Regions from separate parts of the Rattus norvegicus genome. Here region 2 is linked to region 1. The links are chromatin contacts, called in public Hi-C maps. All regions are on one chromosome and are shown on one strand. The core of a region is the stretch at or near the end of the contact, and the rest is flanking DNA. Distances in the headings are between cores, read along the strand shown.

The links. A called contact is a pair of places that touch in the nucleus more often than the background predicts.
Region 2: a Hi-C map of prefrontal cortex shows a contact between it and region 1, with 6 times the contacts expected there. The contact joins two enhancer-like sites. A contact is called at or near these places in 2 of 12 Hi-C or Micro-C datasets (frontal cortex and prefrontal cortex).

What each region holds. Positions count from the first base shown.
Region 1 is chr12:30,226,179-30,233,782 of GRCr8, forward strand. Auts2 (activator of transcription and developmental regulator AUTS2) reads left to right here. Exons shown (of 19, transcript NM_001107136.3): 4 at 4,042-4,077. Among named protein-coding and RNA genes, the nearest start is that of Auts2, 490 kb to the left of the region's middle. Within about 2 kb of position 4,858, at least 22 of the 93 cell types and tissues checked have an H3K27ac peak or open chromatin away from gene starts, as enhancers often do. A contact at or near this core is called in prefrontal cortex, where this site is marked.
Region 2 is chr12:30,435,905-30,443,508 of GRCr8, forward strand. All of the region lies in intron 4 of Auts2 (activator of transcription and developmental regulator AUTS2), which reads left to right. Among named protein-coding and RNA genes, the nearest start is that of Galnt17, 520 kb to the right of the region's middle. Within about 2 kb of position 3,582, at least 16 of the 93 cell types and tissues checked have an H3K27ac peak or open chromatin away from gene starts, as enhancers often do. A contact at or near this core is called in prefrontal cortex, where this site is marked.

The sequences.
Region 1 (7,604 bases), core at 3,608-6,107:
TAGCACCACATGGTGGCTTCGAGTTTTCTGCATCTCTCTTTTCAGGCCCTCTAATGCCCTCTTCTGGTGTCTGTGGGCACCAGACGTGTGTGTGTGTGTGTGTGTGTGTGTGTGTGTGTATAACATGAATACACATACATTGAAATAAATATATGCAAAAAGAGGAAGAAAGAGGGGTAAGATTTCCACTTACGTGGTAGAATGGGTCTAGCATGCACAAAGACCTAGGTTCCATTTCTAGCAGTAATTTAACTTGATATGACTTGAAAGATGGCTCAGAGCAAAAATTGTCATGTAAGCATGGGGACCTGGCTTTGGTTCTCCAGTGCCCACATCATGTGCATTTCTAATGTACGCGCACACACACACACACACACACACACACACACACACACACACACACACACGAACTGAAGTACATACTCAAGTAAGCAAAATAATTTCTGGGTGGCTTTGAGTTGCCTCAGTGGTTAAGAGCACATGCTGCTCTTGTGGGACAACCCAGTTAAGTTGCCAGCACCTTCTTCCGGTTGCTCACACCCCCCTGTAACCCTAGCTGCAATTAATCTGATACCCTTTTCTGCCCTCTCTTGGGCACTGAATACCCCTCCATAGGTAAAGAGAATTTAAAATTTTTTTCAGGTAATCAACTACACCAACCATTTCCATGTCAACACGGAATACACAAGGCTCTATTATTCATAAATAAAAAAAAGAGTGAACCAATGATAAAATATGGAAATGGTGTGCTCAGTGCGCTGGCCGTTGTGGGCAACCTCTGATGCTAAGATTCTTCGTGTGTGCCGTCTACAGGTTTAAGCAGATCCCAGTGCGCCCTTAATGTACAGGAGGCTCTAGCGCCTCTTGTTCCCTGTGTCTATCAGTCTGTGTGCACCCATGTGTGCGGAAGCTGGGTGATAAGGCAGGGTGCTTAAATGCTTTGTTGTATTATGTTAATTCCTCAGCAGTGCAATCAAATTCATGTCGTAATTAAAGCTGTCAGTTGGAAGGCAAGCCAATCGCTGCGAGAGCACAGCATAACAAATGAACTGAAATGATTCCGCGTGTAGCTATACAATGCTTCACCAGGCATGAAATTAAATAAGTAATTTGATGTTGACATCAGAAATTGAAATGATACCCACTGTTCCCTCATTCAGTCAGACCTTCATAAACAATGTCCGGAGCAAACATGCACAACAAAGCCCTCCTCTGCACCCGCTCCCCAAGTAATGCACAATATATATGCAAAACGAGCATATCGGCGCTGGCTTAGACCTCAAGGATGTAATTTGCTTTGGTATACAGTGCGATGATAGGCGCGGAGCGGGTGGGAAGCTCGCTTTGGAGTGATCCTTCTCTCCTTTTGGGATGAAACATTTTCAGAAAGCAGGGTGAATGAAATCTACAAATCCCCCTGCCTCTCTGTCATTCATTCTAAAATGAGTTTGTTTCCTAGAGGCAGGACTCCGGGCTGGTAGAAAGCTAACTGGTCTTCTACCTTTGCCTGCTGTAACAAGGGCTGGGAGTCCAGAAAAGAGGTGACATTGTCACATGGTCAGCCACTGCTATAAGCAGTCTCCATGACTACAGTGGGTGGATTGAACACACACACTCTCTCTCTCTCTCTCTCTCTCTCTCTCTCTCATAGAACCAAGGACAAAGCAGGGTTTTGTTGTTTATTGGTTGTTTGTTTGTGTGTGTGTGCACGTGCACATGCCTGTATGTCTATCACAGGTATACAGGTTCTCAGGAAGAACAGAGAGGATATTGGATCCACAGGTCCTGGAGTCAGAGGTGGTTTTGAACCACCTGATGTGGGAGGTGGGAATTGAACTTCGATCCGAAGAGAGCTATTTAGCCTTTTAGCAAGGTTTGTTATAAACTCAGATCACATACCCAACCTAACTTATATCGCGCTTGATCCCTCTGAACTTGCAGGAAACAGCAAGGTGAGAAAATCTTGCTCTAGGAATGTTGTGAAGCACGCTATTCTTGCTTGAGTGTGAGATAGTCAGAAAGTCATGCACTCTTCTCCTAGGTTGGAATGCAGAATGTCCCCCCCAGGCCCATGTGTTTGAATAATTGGTCTAAGACTGGTTCTGCTGTTTTAGGTGGCAGTGGAACCTTTAGGAGGCAGACCATTTGCTCTATATGAAGAGTCTCACTAAGGGTTGTCCTTGGTGTTTTATAGGTTGTCTGTACTTCCTGTCCAACCTCTACTTTCGGACTGCTGGTGCAGTGACATCACCGCCTTCTGACATGCTGTCCTCACTATGATAAACTTTATCCTCAAAGTGGGATCTGAAATAAATCCTCCCTTCTTTAAGTCGATTTTGTCAGGTGGTTGGTGACAGTGAGGAGAGGGGTAACTTCATAGACCCGCTTGGCTCACAGTCAACAGAAAGCTTATCTGTGGTGGATGCAAAGATGTTAAAATCTCCTTATCCTCTTCTGTCGCCAACAATCCACCTATCTATACGTTGATCACTTCCTCCCGCATGTCTGCAGTCCACGTTGTGTGGCAGACATGGTGAATAGGCACATGGTCCCCTCCTGCCTGCTGTTTAAGGCATAGGAGATTGACTGTGTTATGGAGCGGTTGACTCTTGAATGGCGGCGTGGTTCAGGCTTCTCTGTGCCGGTGAGGGCAGCGTAAAGCTACTGAGCTAGGAAGGAAAGATTCCGGTCAGGTTGTTTTCTGGCTTATTTGGTGACTCCCTCGCCCGCAAAGAGGACAGCAAATGTTAAATAATGTCTTAGGCCAGGTGTTAAAGAAAACATATAAACTAAAGTGATCCAGGCCTAGGGCTGTGTCTTTATTGGTGGAGTGTGCTTGACTAGCATGCGTGAGGCCCTGGCAGTGTTGAAACCAGGTGTTGTCACAGACTTCTGTTGTCCCTACACTCAGGAGAGGGATTCGAGGCTATCCACAGCTGTACTGGGAGATACAGGCTAGCCTAGACTGCAGAGACCCTGTCCAAAAACTGGGTACAAGGCTGGACAAATACTGGTTCCTGGCAAAACAGAAAGCCCTTCATTTGATCACTAATGTTCCATAAATGAGTGTAGTGTTGGGGGAGGAAGGGACTGGGGAGATGACCCATTGGTTGAGAGTCCTTGCTTTCCTCAATGGGGATCCTAGCATTCTCCTCGGGAAGCTCACAGTTGCCATTGACTTTAGTTCCACAGGATCCAATCCCCTTTGACTTCCTTAGGGCATCTCAATACACATCGTACACATGAACTACTGCAGGCATGCATATATGCACTTGGAAGGCAATAAAAAGACGTACAAACCCACTCCATAGTCATACTTTGGCCTCTGTTTTCCTCACTACTTTATACCCTGAGTTCAATTTGGAATTATTGATTTTCAGTTGGTTCACTGTGTGAGAGCTGTGGCATTCTGAATTGGTATTATCGAGACAAAAACTGCTTCCCTGTGCCCACGGATTCTTTGCATTTTAGTCAACTAATTATGTTTACAAAATGTCTAATTTTTGCACAGTGCCAAGTGTGTGCTAACCGAAGCCTTCGGGGAATAAACTGGCAAGTAGGTCATATACCAAAAAGTCATCCAAACCCATTGGGTCTTTTATTTTCAAGTCAGTCTGGGCGTTTTTCCTCTTGCCTGCCTCTCTGCGGCCACAAAACCAAATAGCTTGAGACTCGGGCCTTGAATGTCAGGAAGTCGGGGAGGCAGGCTGCCACGTGCCTGTTTAGTCTCAGTGCAGGGCGAAATGCCATCATTAATTCATTACCCAGCTGCCTGTCAAATAAATTGGCAATTACGTCCACCGCAGAAGCTCGGAATCCAGTAAATAGCACGTTAGCATCTCTGAGTCGCTGAGAGATAGAGAGGGGGAAATATCAGGCAACAGTGTCTGTGTCTCCGCAGCAGATGACAAGGGGCCTCATGCTCGGGCATGTGATGGTGTGATGAAAAACTCACAAAGGGCTGGTAATGAGCTGTGTGGATGGGAACATGTTAAGAACGGCCACTGACTTTTCCATTCTGTGTCTGTGTTTCCTTTGCAGAGTTCAGCTCCTTCCAGCTTGGGGACAGGCTACTTCGTAAGTCCACCTCCACTTCCACCTGCGCACCTCCTCTTGCCTTCAGGCCACTCCTATCACAAATGCTCATGGCAGTGTGAAAAAATGACACCCAAGGAACCCCCCTCGCTCCTAACGAGCTCACTGATTGCCGCCCTTTCATTGAGAATCGTTTTATTTCTGAAGGGTTTAACCTGTTGGGCCTTGAGGATCAGGAGGCATCTGCCTCGGTGGGGCACTTAGAGAGCTTAGGAGATGTGGGGGAACGCGATTGCTCTTGCCAGCCAAATTCATAACTCCTGAGCTGTTTGACTTCTTCGAAGGACTCGGAAGAGCTTCCGTGTGCCCAGTGTCTTGCTTCACTGTTCCTGTTAGCCCATGGTGAGGGGCGGTGGCATTCCAATAGTGTTTCCCTCATACTCGGCTGGTAGCTCTTTCTAGCTTTTAAGCCAGCAATCACCACACCCCTCTGTTTAGCCAATAGAGATGCACTATATGCTTTGTGGTCCTTATACTCTGGTCTGCGGGGAGGGCCACTGATGGAGGACATATATTTCTGGGATTATTACACTATCTTTCATTCAAAGACAGAGAAATGGTTGCTTCATTAAACTTTTATAACAACATTTTCCTTCGTGGGTTCAGTATCCCTTCTCAAGATAGGAATGAGGAAGAATTACAAACCAGCATCATTTCCACAAGATAGCATAGCATCGTGTGTGATAGTATTACAGGGACTCGACTGTGCTCTGACGAAACACTCGATACCATAATACCCAACACTGAACACATGCTACGAAATATGGTCAGTACATAACAATGTAGTTCTGCTGCTTTAAACTCCGCCCTTTTGACATTGCTAGCCAGGCGTCTTTTGACTCATGTCTCTCTGACTGTCTTCCTGGTTGGATCACGAAAATGATTTCAATGAATATTGAGTCTTTCCTAAGTTTGCCCCAAAAGGCACGCTCTCCTGGCCCTATCATCCAAGGAGAATGGTAAGGATGTCTCTGGCCCTGCATCAGACAGTTAGCACACTCATGGCGGCTCTGTGCAGCGGGCCTGAATATTCATGCTCACAGGAGGAGCAGGATGCACTAGGTGTCTTGCTTCAGCAGTTGAAAGAACAGACGTGGTCCCATCTGCCATCTCTTCACACCAGGCTGGGTGTGGGCTGCGATGCTGGAAGTAAGATCCGCAGGCTGTGGTGCCTGCTCTCCCTGCTCTCTCTCCTCACCCCACCTCCTTTTTAGAAAACGGAGCCAAAGCCACCACCGTCGCCGCGTTCAGTTGCAGCCTGAACTTTCTATTGCCATTTGTAGAGTCAGTGAGATTACCCTGAAAGGAGCCCACCATTTCAAGAACTGACATTTTGTTCTGCTTTTGACCTCCTTAGTTTTTGGAATGCTTTTATTATCTAGTGATGAATTCGGTAACTAGCGACTCCTCGATTAGGATTTGGAAGTGTTTTTATTTTTGTTATCATTATTTTTTTTTAATGCTGGGACAACTTCAGTTAGCTCTGTAGACTCAACTCCATTTGCTCAAGCTGCTTTGGTAACATCAACTTACTTTTCTTATCTCAAGAGCTGTCACGTTATTAGCGTACATGGAGAAGATGCATACCAGATGTCTGTTCCGCTCTCAGCTATGATAAAAATGCCCCTCTGCGGAATGTGTTTCCAATACCACAGTGTGCTGTTATCACCCTGCAAAATCCTTAGTGGGGTTGCCAAGCCCTCCTCAAAACTGGGCTCTGGTGCCAGTGCCATTCCAACAGTATCACATGTAGGGCTCGAATTCTGGAACTGACTTCCCCGTTGGTTAGTTTCTTGCTTTTAAATGGAAGTAATGTGTTTACCGATGCTTCTGTGATTGTCCCATCACCCCCACCTGAGACGTATTGTTTACAATGTGCTGTATATTGCTCAGTCTGTGAAGGTGAGTCAGTATCAGGTAGAGTCCCATAGCAATTTTTTTCTCATTAATTGCCTTTGATGACTCTTTGAAATGTGGAAATCACTACACATAAGCTAATTCTTCTCATGAAATCATGAACTGTCGGTTTTGGACAGGCTAAACTCCCTTACCATTGAAGCTTAACAAGAAGAACTGCTTTATCAAACACTCTTATTTTCTTCAGTATCCCTCCTCATTCCAGAACCTTCTGCTTGCTTTCCTGTCCTATAGTAGAGGTTTCAGTAAAGTAAGGTGAAAGTCCAGATGTTTTGCTCGTTCATGAAGCAGATACTCTATTCCATGCCTCATGGAGTCTGTATTTACGTGTCGGTGATGTGTGTGCCGTTACCGATACCTGCCCAAAGGGACAAACCCAAGAGTGCCTGTACTTCTCCCTCAGTTCTTCCGCTGCGTCGGTCTCATTTTTCCGAAGGGCTTTGAAGAAGCCTTTGTTTTTGATCTGGTTATATTTGTTTATGTCTTCCTGGTTTTGTGTTCCAAAGATGTCTGCTTAGGTCTGTCAGTTTTCCAGTCTATGCAGAAGATTTGAGAGACGGGAACAGCAGTGAAGAAAAACTATTTACATAAGCATATTGCAAAGGGTTCTCAAAGCGGACAAAATAGAGGAGGATTGGAACAGACTGCACGGTTGGGGGAGACTCTGAATACTCTCTCTCTCTCTCTCTCTCTCTCTCTCTCTCTCTCTCCCCTCTCTCCTCTCTCTCTCTCTCTCTTCCCTTTCTCTCTCGCTTCTCTCTTTCCTCTCTCCTCTCTCTCCTCTCTCTCTCCTCTCTCTCTCTCCTCTCTCTCTCTCCTCTCTCTCTCCTCTCTCTCTCTCTCCTCTCTCTCCCTCTCTCTCTCTATCTCTCCCCTCTCTCTCCTCTCTCTCCCCTCTCTCTCCCCCCTCTCTCCCCCCTCTCTCCCCTCTCTCTCTCTCCTCTCTCTCTCTCCCCCTCTCTGTCTCTCCTCTCTCTCCTCTCTCTCCTCTCTCTCTCCCTCTATCTCTCCTCTCTCTCTCTCTCTCTCTCTCTCTCTCTCTGTGCAAACATATCCCCTGCTCAGTTCATATTCTAAATATAAATGAAATTATAGGCAACTTGGAATCAATTTGCTGGGTTTTTCTTTCCCTTTTGGCAAGCATCCTGAAACTTGTTGGAGTGTGCACTGGGTTTTCTTTTTGTTTTTTAAATGTCAGCTCACTGAATACATTTTCTGTTTTGACTTAAACAGTTCTGGATCTCTCTTTTCCGAGACATGTAGTCAAAAATTTCCCTCTGAATAATGTGTAACGAAGTCCAATGCGGCAGAATGATTCGTGTGAGTAGTCGTTTGACCTTGGGCCGGGTGTGTGATATATCTGTTTCTCCTTCACCACCCACCTAATAGAGTTGTGAATCTTCACCAAATGACATAATTAATGTGCACAGTTAATGGTAAGCAATAAAATGTACCTTTGAGGGGTTTTTTTCTAAAGGTATTTCATTGTTTTTAATTACCCAAATGTGTGTGCCTTTGTGGGTAAATGTGTGCACAGCAGTGTCAGTGCTCATGGAGCCCAGAAGAGGGAGTCAGATCCCTGAAGCTGGAGT
Region 2 (7,604 bases), core at 2,332-4,831, 210 kb after region 1:
AGTGCCTGGGTAGCATGCAGGAGGCCTTGCAGTCAGTCTCCAGCACCCCATACATCAGCCACAGAGGCACATGCTAGCAACCTTAGCACTCAGAAAACAGAGGTTCAGAAGGTCAGAAGTTCAAGGTCATCTGGGACTACACAGTGAGTTTGAGGTCAGCCTGGGCTACATGAAACACTGGCTCAAAAGTAAACAAATGTCTTAGTGCTTCCAAAATGGTGGGGGGATTTTGATTTTACTATTGTTTGGTTATTGTTATTTCGTTTCTCTGCTTCTTTCTTTTTTTAAAAAAGGATTTATTTATTTATTTAATATATGTGGCTGCATTGTTGCTGTCTTCAGACACACCGGAAGAGGGCATCACACTCCATTACAGATGGTCGTGAGCCACCATGTGGTTGCTGGGATTTGAACTCATGACCTCTGCAAGAGCAGTCAGTGCCCTTAACCACTTGGCCATCTCTGCAGCCCTTTCATTTGCCTCTTGTTTACACTCATTTCTAATAATGTTTTTAAAAGTGTATTATGTTTATTTATTTTCTTTGTGTTTGTGTGTGCACATGCCTGCACATGGAAATGCCAGGACATCTGTAGGACTCAGTTCTCTCCTCTTTCTATGTTGGTCCCACAGACCAACCTCTCCTGTCAGGCTTGGTCTTTAGTTCCTGGTCCATTGTACCCACCCCTTTGTTTGTTTTTAACTGTGTGCAGAGTAACAAGGGTTATTATGGCGTCTTCACACAGACTTAGATTTTACTGATCATCCTCTCTTGTTCGTTTCACTTCTGGGGTCTGAAGGATGAGCCTCTCCTCCATGGCAGTTCCTCCCTTTTGTTTACCATGTTTGTATAGCTGATTCATATCTCCATCTTATTATGCTTCCAACTCTGTTAAAGCGTGGGAATGATTAAGATCCTCAAAACATACCTTTATAAATTAAAAGTTGCTATCTTTCATCTGCCTGTCTGTCATACTTTATCCATCCATCCATCCATCCATCCACCCACCCATCCATCTACCCTCCCATCCATCCATCCATCCATCCACCCATCCACCTACCCTCCCATCCATCCATCCATCCATCCATCCATCCATCCATCCATCTGTGTCTTCTGTATGTTGGCCCCATGAATACAGTGCGCTCATAGGTCAGAAGCGGGTGTGAGATCCCTGGAGCTGGAGTTACAGGTGGGTGTGAGCTGCCTGACATGGGTGCTGGGGACTGAACTCTGGAAGAGCAGCACAGAAATTAGCCACTGAAGAACCCCAGAGCACACCTTATGAATTAGTCTGCTTACCATATCCCCAACCCCAACCGTTTCCACCGGCTCTTCCTTGCCTCATAGGTTAAATGAAAATCCCGTGCCTAAGAGTAAAAACCTCAAGTCCCTTTGCATCTTGCAAAGAGCTGGTCTTCCATTTTTCCACCTCTTCCACCTCTTCCCTGTTTTCTCTTCACTGGCTCTCTGTCCATTTTCTACCTGTATAACTTTTCTTCCTTGCTGGTTTTTTTTTTTTTTTTTTTTTCCGAAAAGCTAATTCTTCAGAAAAGGGCAGAGAGGATTGTTGACCCTCGATCTCATGTAACCCAGGCTAGCTTTGAGCTCACTAACAGCCAAAGATGGTTTTCAAATTATTTATTATTTTATGCAAATTGATATTTTTTGTTTCTGTGTCTGTGTCTGTGTGAGGGTCTTGGATACCCCAGAGCTGGAGTTAAAGGCAGTTGTGAGGGGCTGGGAATTGAACCTGTGTCCTCTGGAAGAGCATTCAGTGTTCTTAGTTACTCCAACTCCAACTCTCTGATCCCCCGTAAATGTTGAGTTTGCAGTCCTGGGCCACGATGCCCAGTTCTACAATGCTGTGAGTTGGACCTAGAACATTATGTATGCTAGGTAAGCACTGTATTGGGCAAGCCACATTTTCAGTCACCAAACCTTCTTTCAGTCAGTACAATTCTCCCTGTGTCTAAGTGCATATGCTTTTCCTCATACTGTTTTCTGATTATCCTCTTACTATTTTATTAAAATAGCTAGATATATCCTTACCAGAAAACAAACAACTAAAACAATAGTATAGTGAACGATAATGAGACTAAAAACCTAGGCTGGATCTATGGCTCCGTGGACAAGGTGCTTGATACAAAATTGTGGGGACCTGAGCTCAGTCAGCAGAAAAACCACATTTTAACAGCCAAATTGGAGTGGTGCATTGACTTAGCCAAATGACCTGCTTGTTCCCCGGGACCTGCGTAGTATAAGGAGAGACCTGACTTAGTATGTCTGTATACATTGACACACAAACAAATACAATCCTTTTTGTAACGCCAAGACACAGTGACTCATATGTGTGATACCTACCAGTGAAGGGGAACAAGCTGTTAAGACTCCTCAGGTTTCCTGACCAGAAAGTCTAGTCTGCTTGGTGAGTCCCTGCCTGGTCTCAAAACACAGGCCTCTGAGGATCCGTATCCGTACATGCATAAGCACATGTGCAAATGCATATGCACAACACACACACACACACACACACACACACACAGAAACAAAAACACGCCTGAAAAGGTATCAACCTGAGCTGTCTACTGAACATCTCTTTGGGTCATCTTTGCGTGTATCCAAGAATTTATGAAGCCCATTCATTTCCCTCTAAATGAGACGAAATTCTCTGCCTTCCTTTCCTGCTTGTGTATATTCAAGTTCCTTTAATGCTTATCAGCTAATCATGGCTTTTCATCAGGGGCAAGCTAGTTCCAAATTGGCCGTCGCTCTGTGCTTTGTTGTGCCTCTCGGGTTAGTTCTTTCGTCGTTGGCTTTTTTAATAAATGAATCAGAAAAAAATACTTTTTTCATTCTCTGAATACCACATATTAGCAAGGTCATGGAAAACTTCCCATTCTCAGGGCACATGACAGGGACTGTTCATGACTCGTCATGCACTTTGGAACTCTCTTGAGTGTTAGAACATCTTAATAGGAGGTTCAACAGGATTGCTTTCAAAATGCCAGTCTTCGTCTGGGCAATAGATAAAGCCCCTTATGTGTAAGTGTGAGGGTCTGAATTTGAATCCCGAGAATGCACAGAAAGCCGGATACTAAAGAAATGGAATCCCAATGTTTCGTCCGTGAGGTGAGAGCTGGAGACAAGGAAGTCCCAGAAGCTTGTGCACCAAGCTAACTTGGTACACATGGAGGTGGGGATCAAGAGAAAAAGAGGACAGACTTACACCTGAGGTTGTCTTCTGACTCTCCAATGCACTATAGCATTTAAACACACACACACACACACACACACACACACACACACACACACATTTAAAAAGAAGTGTAAGGGGCTGGGGATTTAGCTCAGTGGTAGAGCGCTTACCTAGGAAGCACAAGGCCCTGGGTTCGGTCCCCAGCTCCGAAAAAAAAGAACCAAAAAAAAAAAAAAAAAGAAGTGTAGAGCATTTTTATGGCTGCTTAGAACAGCCTTGCACCCCTTGCTTGTTACATAACCCACAGAGGGCTTATTCATTTAACTGTCGTTTCTATCTTAGGAGGAACCAGCAGCAGAATTGTTCAGCACCTCCAAGGCATTCTTCACAGCACAGACCTCCTGCTATCACTAATTAGCCACAGCATTCCCCGCCCAAACCCCTAGTGCCTATGCTGAGCTAAAAAAAAAAAAAAAAAAAAAAAAAAAAGTCTTCTTTTCCTACATAAGGGTAGTGCCTGCCTCTGTTTCAAGGGACATCTCCAGGTGACACGCATCATCAGGTTGGTGGGTGTTCTTGGAGGAGGCAGTGTGATGAAATGTGACCTCCACAGATCTTGGGTGACTGGCTGTTTGCAGCCCGCTCTCCGGTGGGAAGCAGGATCTGCATCAGCAAGCACCTTTGGATGCTAACAAAATCCCTCAGCCGCTGAGAGGCATCACTAGTTCGTTATACTGGTCTGTTAACAATTGGCCCCAGGCATCCGCCCTCCAGCCATTTGAGATAATGATGAATGTGCACAGAAGCCTGTGGTAGTCCATTAGGAAGAACAAAAGGAAGGAGTTGGGGAGAGCAGAGAGAGGGAAGGGGGTGGAGAAAGAGAGAGGGATAGAGAGATGGGGAGAGAAAGCAAGAGGGAGGGATGGGCGGGCCCCACGAACAACATAGGAGGGAGGAGAAGGAAGGACAGAGGTAAAAAGGGGGTGAGAATAAAGAGAGGACAGAGAGGTGGAAAGGAAGGAGAGAGGAAGGTAGAAGAAAGAAAAGAGGGAGGATGGAAAAAAGGGAAGGAAAGGTAAAGGAGAAACGGAAGGAAGAGGAGAAGGGAGAAAACAGGGAGAGAGGAAAGCAGGGAGGGAAGGAAGGCAGCCCCTGATTCTGCATGCTTGTTGCTTGTCCCTGTGCAGTGGAGCTTGTCAGCAGTACCCCCCACTGCCCCTTCCTGCTGCTCCTGCCAGGAGAACCAGCCAAGGCTTTTACGCAGGCGCTCACAGATGCCCCTGCTCCATGGCTCTGCCATTTGCTCAGCGGGGGGACCTTTTCTTAGCCGAGTAGCACACCGCTCTGCCTAAGGGATTGAGAACATATTGCTTGGCAGGTGGGCCCGCTCAGACACACTGACTGTTGTTTCAACGGTGACAGGGAACATACATCACGAGGCCCCATTATGCCAGCGTAAATCCATGGTAACCTGTTCAAAGGGCTGCAACCTGCTAACCAAGTATTTGGGTCTCAATAGGTTGATATTTTTAAGGTACATAATGGGGATCTGAGAAGTCATGCTGTGCGACAGGCCACTCCTTTAGTTTTCCTCAAAAAAGCTGGGTCTACAGAACAATACCAACCCTTGCGGATGACAGAGATGGAGTTTCCAGCGCCACTGTAGGCAGCTAGGTATGCAGTCACAGCCGCTGCCCAGATCTCATCCAGCAGAGAAAGCGGCCCTCGGCTCTGAGGCCTTCTCTCTGTTCATTGGCACTGTGCACTGATGGAGAAAGGAACCCCTGGGATGGCAGGTGGATGGTATCTTAGTTCTCCACAGTTTCTCATGGGAGCCCAATAGGAGTGAGAGCTTGTTTTGGCATCAACTAGTAGACAGGCTATCCTCTAAGCAGAGACCTAACGCCATTATGAAGGGGAGATGCTAAAGAGATGGTTTGGCACTGAAAGGTACGGATGCTCTTAGAGAGCTCCTGGGTTTAGCTCTGGGCACCCATGTGGCAACTTACAGCCTTCTGTTCTTATAGTTCCAGCGGATCCCGCTTCCCTCGGATCTTTATAGGCACCAAGCATGTACCTCAAATACATGCATTCAAGCAGGGAAAACACTTACTCAGATAAAGTGAATCTTTTTTAAACATCAGTGTCTTCATTTTCCTTGTGGAGTCCAGCAAGAGACTGAGATATTACTCATTATCAATTGTGTGTGTGTGTGTGTGTGTGTGTATGTGTGCATGTATGTTTGTTTGTGTGTGTGAAAGAGTATGGACCAGGTATCATTGTGTACTCCTGGCTGCTTGAACTTGCTCTGTAGACCAGGCTGGCCTCAAGCTTGCAGAGATCTGCCTGCCTCTGCCTCCCAAGCTCTGTGACTAAAGGTGTGCGCCACTATGCCGAGCTGTAAAACTTTTAACTGGATTTCGAGTCACCTCAACACCTCTGGGCTTGCCTGTTGAGGTTGTTTGCAGGGGTACAGAAGAAAACATCCAAACCCTGTGATAGAACTTTCCGTCTGAGGACCTTCAGACAGGGTTTTTCACTGAAGCCGGAGTCAGGCTGGTAGCCAGCACGTCTCAGACATGAGGCTCCAAAACTTTTATGTATGGAAATAGAATTTATTCGTTACCTTTACACATTCATAAATTCTATTCTTTCAATCTCATTTTTCTAGAAAATAACTTTATTGCATACCATAAAGTTGACCTTTGAAGTTCGTCTTCCTGACTTTGTCTCCCACAGTGCCAGTCTTCCTAGCAAGTGGATCCCAAACCAACGTTTTCTATGGGCATGAGATTTGAACTTAGGTCATCGTGGAAGAGCACTTGCATGCCGAGCCATTTCTTGAGCCTTGGGGTTAGATAGAATGTTCTATCTTACGATATCAGAGGCTGTGAGGCCCGTGGTAGAGCCTAAGAGTTTATATGTGTAAGGTACACTACCAGTTGTAAGTTCAACTGGTCTGGGTGCAGTATCAATTAAAATTCTGCACGGTGAAGCTCAGCCCAGCAGTGGCCCAGTGAGCATGCTGCCATGAGTAGTGATAGTCTCCTCCCCCTCCTCAGACAGTCTTTTAAATATCCCCATGTATTAGATGGATGGTCTGAAGAGCCTTGAAGCTCCTTCAAAAAAATTATGTGTGGAAAGAAAACTCTTTCCATATACTTATACTTTCATAAATTCTACCCCTGCAATATTATTTTCCTGGAAAATACCTCTATTGAAAGATGGCTCAGATACCATAAAGTTCACTCTTTAAAAACATACAGGGTTAATATAGTCAGACATTTAGTAGCTCAGATGACTGTGACTGCTTCTTAACTGATGGCCATTTCTATCCGTGACAAGGAAACATGTCTTTATTTTCTTTTTCCTTTTTCTGGTGAACAAGCTCTTTTTTTTTTTTTTTTTTTTTTTTTGGTTCTTTTTTTTCGGAGCTGGGGACTGAACCCAGGGCCTTGCGCTTCCTAGGCAAGCGCTCTGCCACTGAGCTAAATCCCCAACCCCTGAACAAGCTCTTCTAAGTGCCTGTGTCAAAAGCACTCCACCGTGTGAGCCAGGTGGTCCCTAAACCTCTGTTCTTGTTCCTCATCTGTTCTATCATTTCGTAGATATTCTCTCTGTGCGTCTCTGTCTGTCTTTGTCTTTTTCTCTGTCCACACATATGTATGTCTGAGTGTGTACACCTGAGTCCTTAGACACCAGAAGAAGGCATCACTTTTCCTAGAGCTAAAGTTAGAGATGGCTGCGAGCCCCTGGATATGTGGTGCTGAGAGATGAACCCAGCTAAAGGGCAGCACACAGTCTTACCCAGTGAGCCATCTGTCCAGCCCCAACTTCACCAGCTCAGAGCTGCCCCAGCTTGCCTGCAGGGTAAATGAGCACAGGAGTCCTCTGAGCCTTCTCAGAGTTACTTTGTTCTTACTCACCTGAGTAATTTCATATCCTCCCATCTCTGAGGTGATCCATTGTTTTATGTCCTCTGGTCCTTCCCGTCTTGTCCAGAATTGGTTGTTGCTTGTTTCCCTGTTTTCTTTTTTTTTCCACAAGTTTTTGCATCTTCTGACCTCCTGTTGCCCCTTCAAGCCCCCAAGCTACTTCTCCCATCCCTGTACCATAAGTCCTTTAGAAAGCACAGTTGACACTCTCTGTGTGTATTTTTCCCCGCCCACCCTCACCAAGCTCCTTGTCCTCTTCTTTATGCCTTCAGTGCTTGACTATGATTTCTCTCCTCTCAGTTCATGGCACCGTCTCGTTTCCGAATCCCAGCCCATGGCCAGAAGGTGACACGGCACTCTGTTGACAAGCGCTTTATTCTTTGGCTCCTACACCTTTGACTTCAGCGTTCTGTGCTTTCCCGGTTCGAGCTGCTCACTTCCATCACACTGTTTCTATTTTCTCCTCTTTGATTC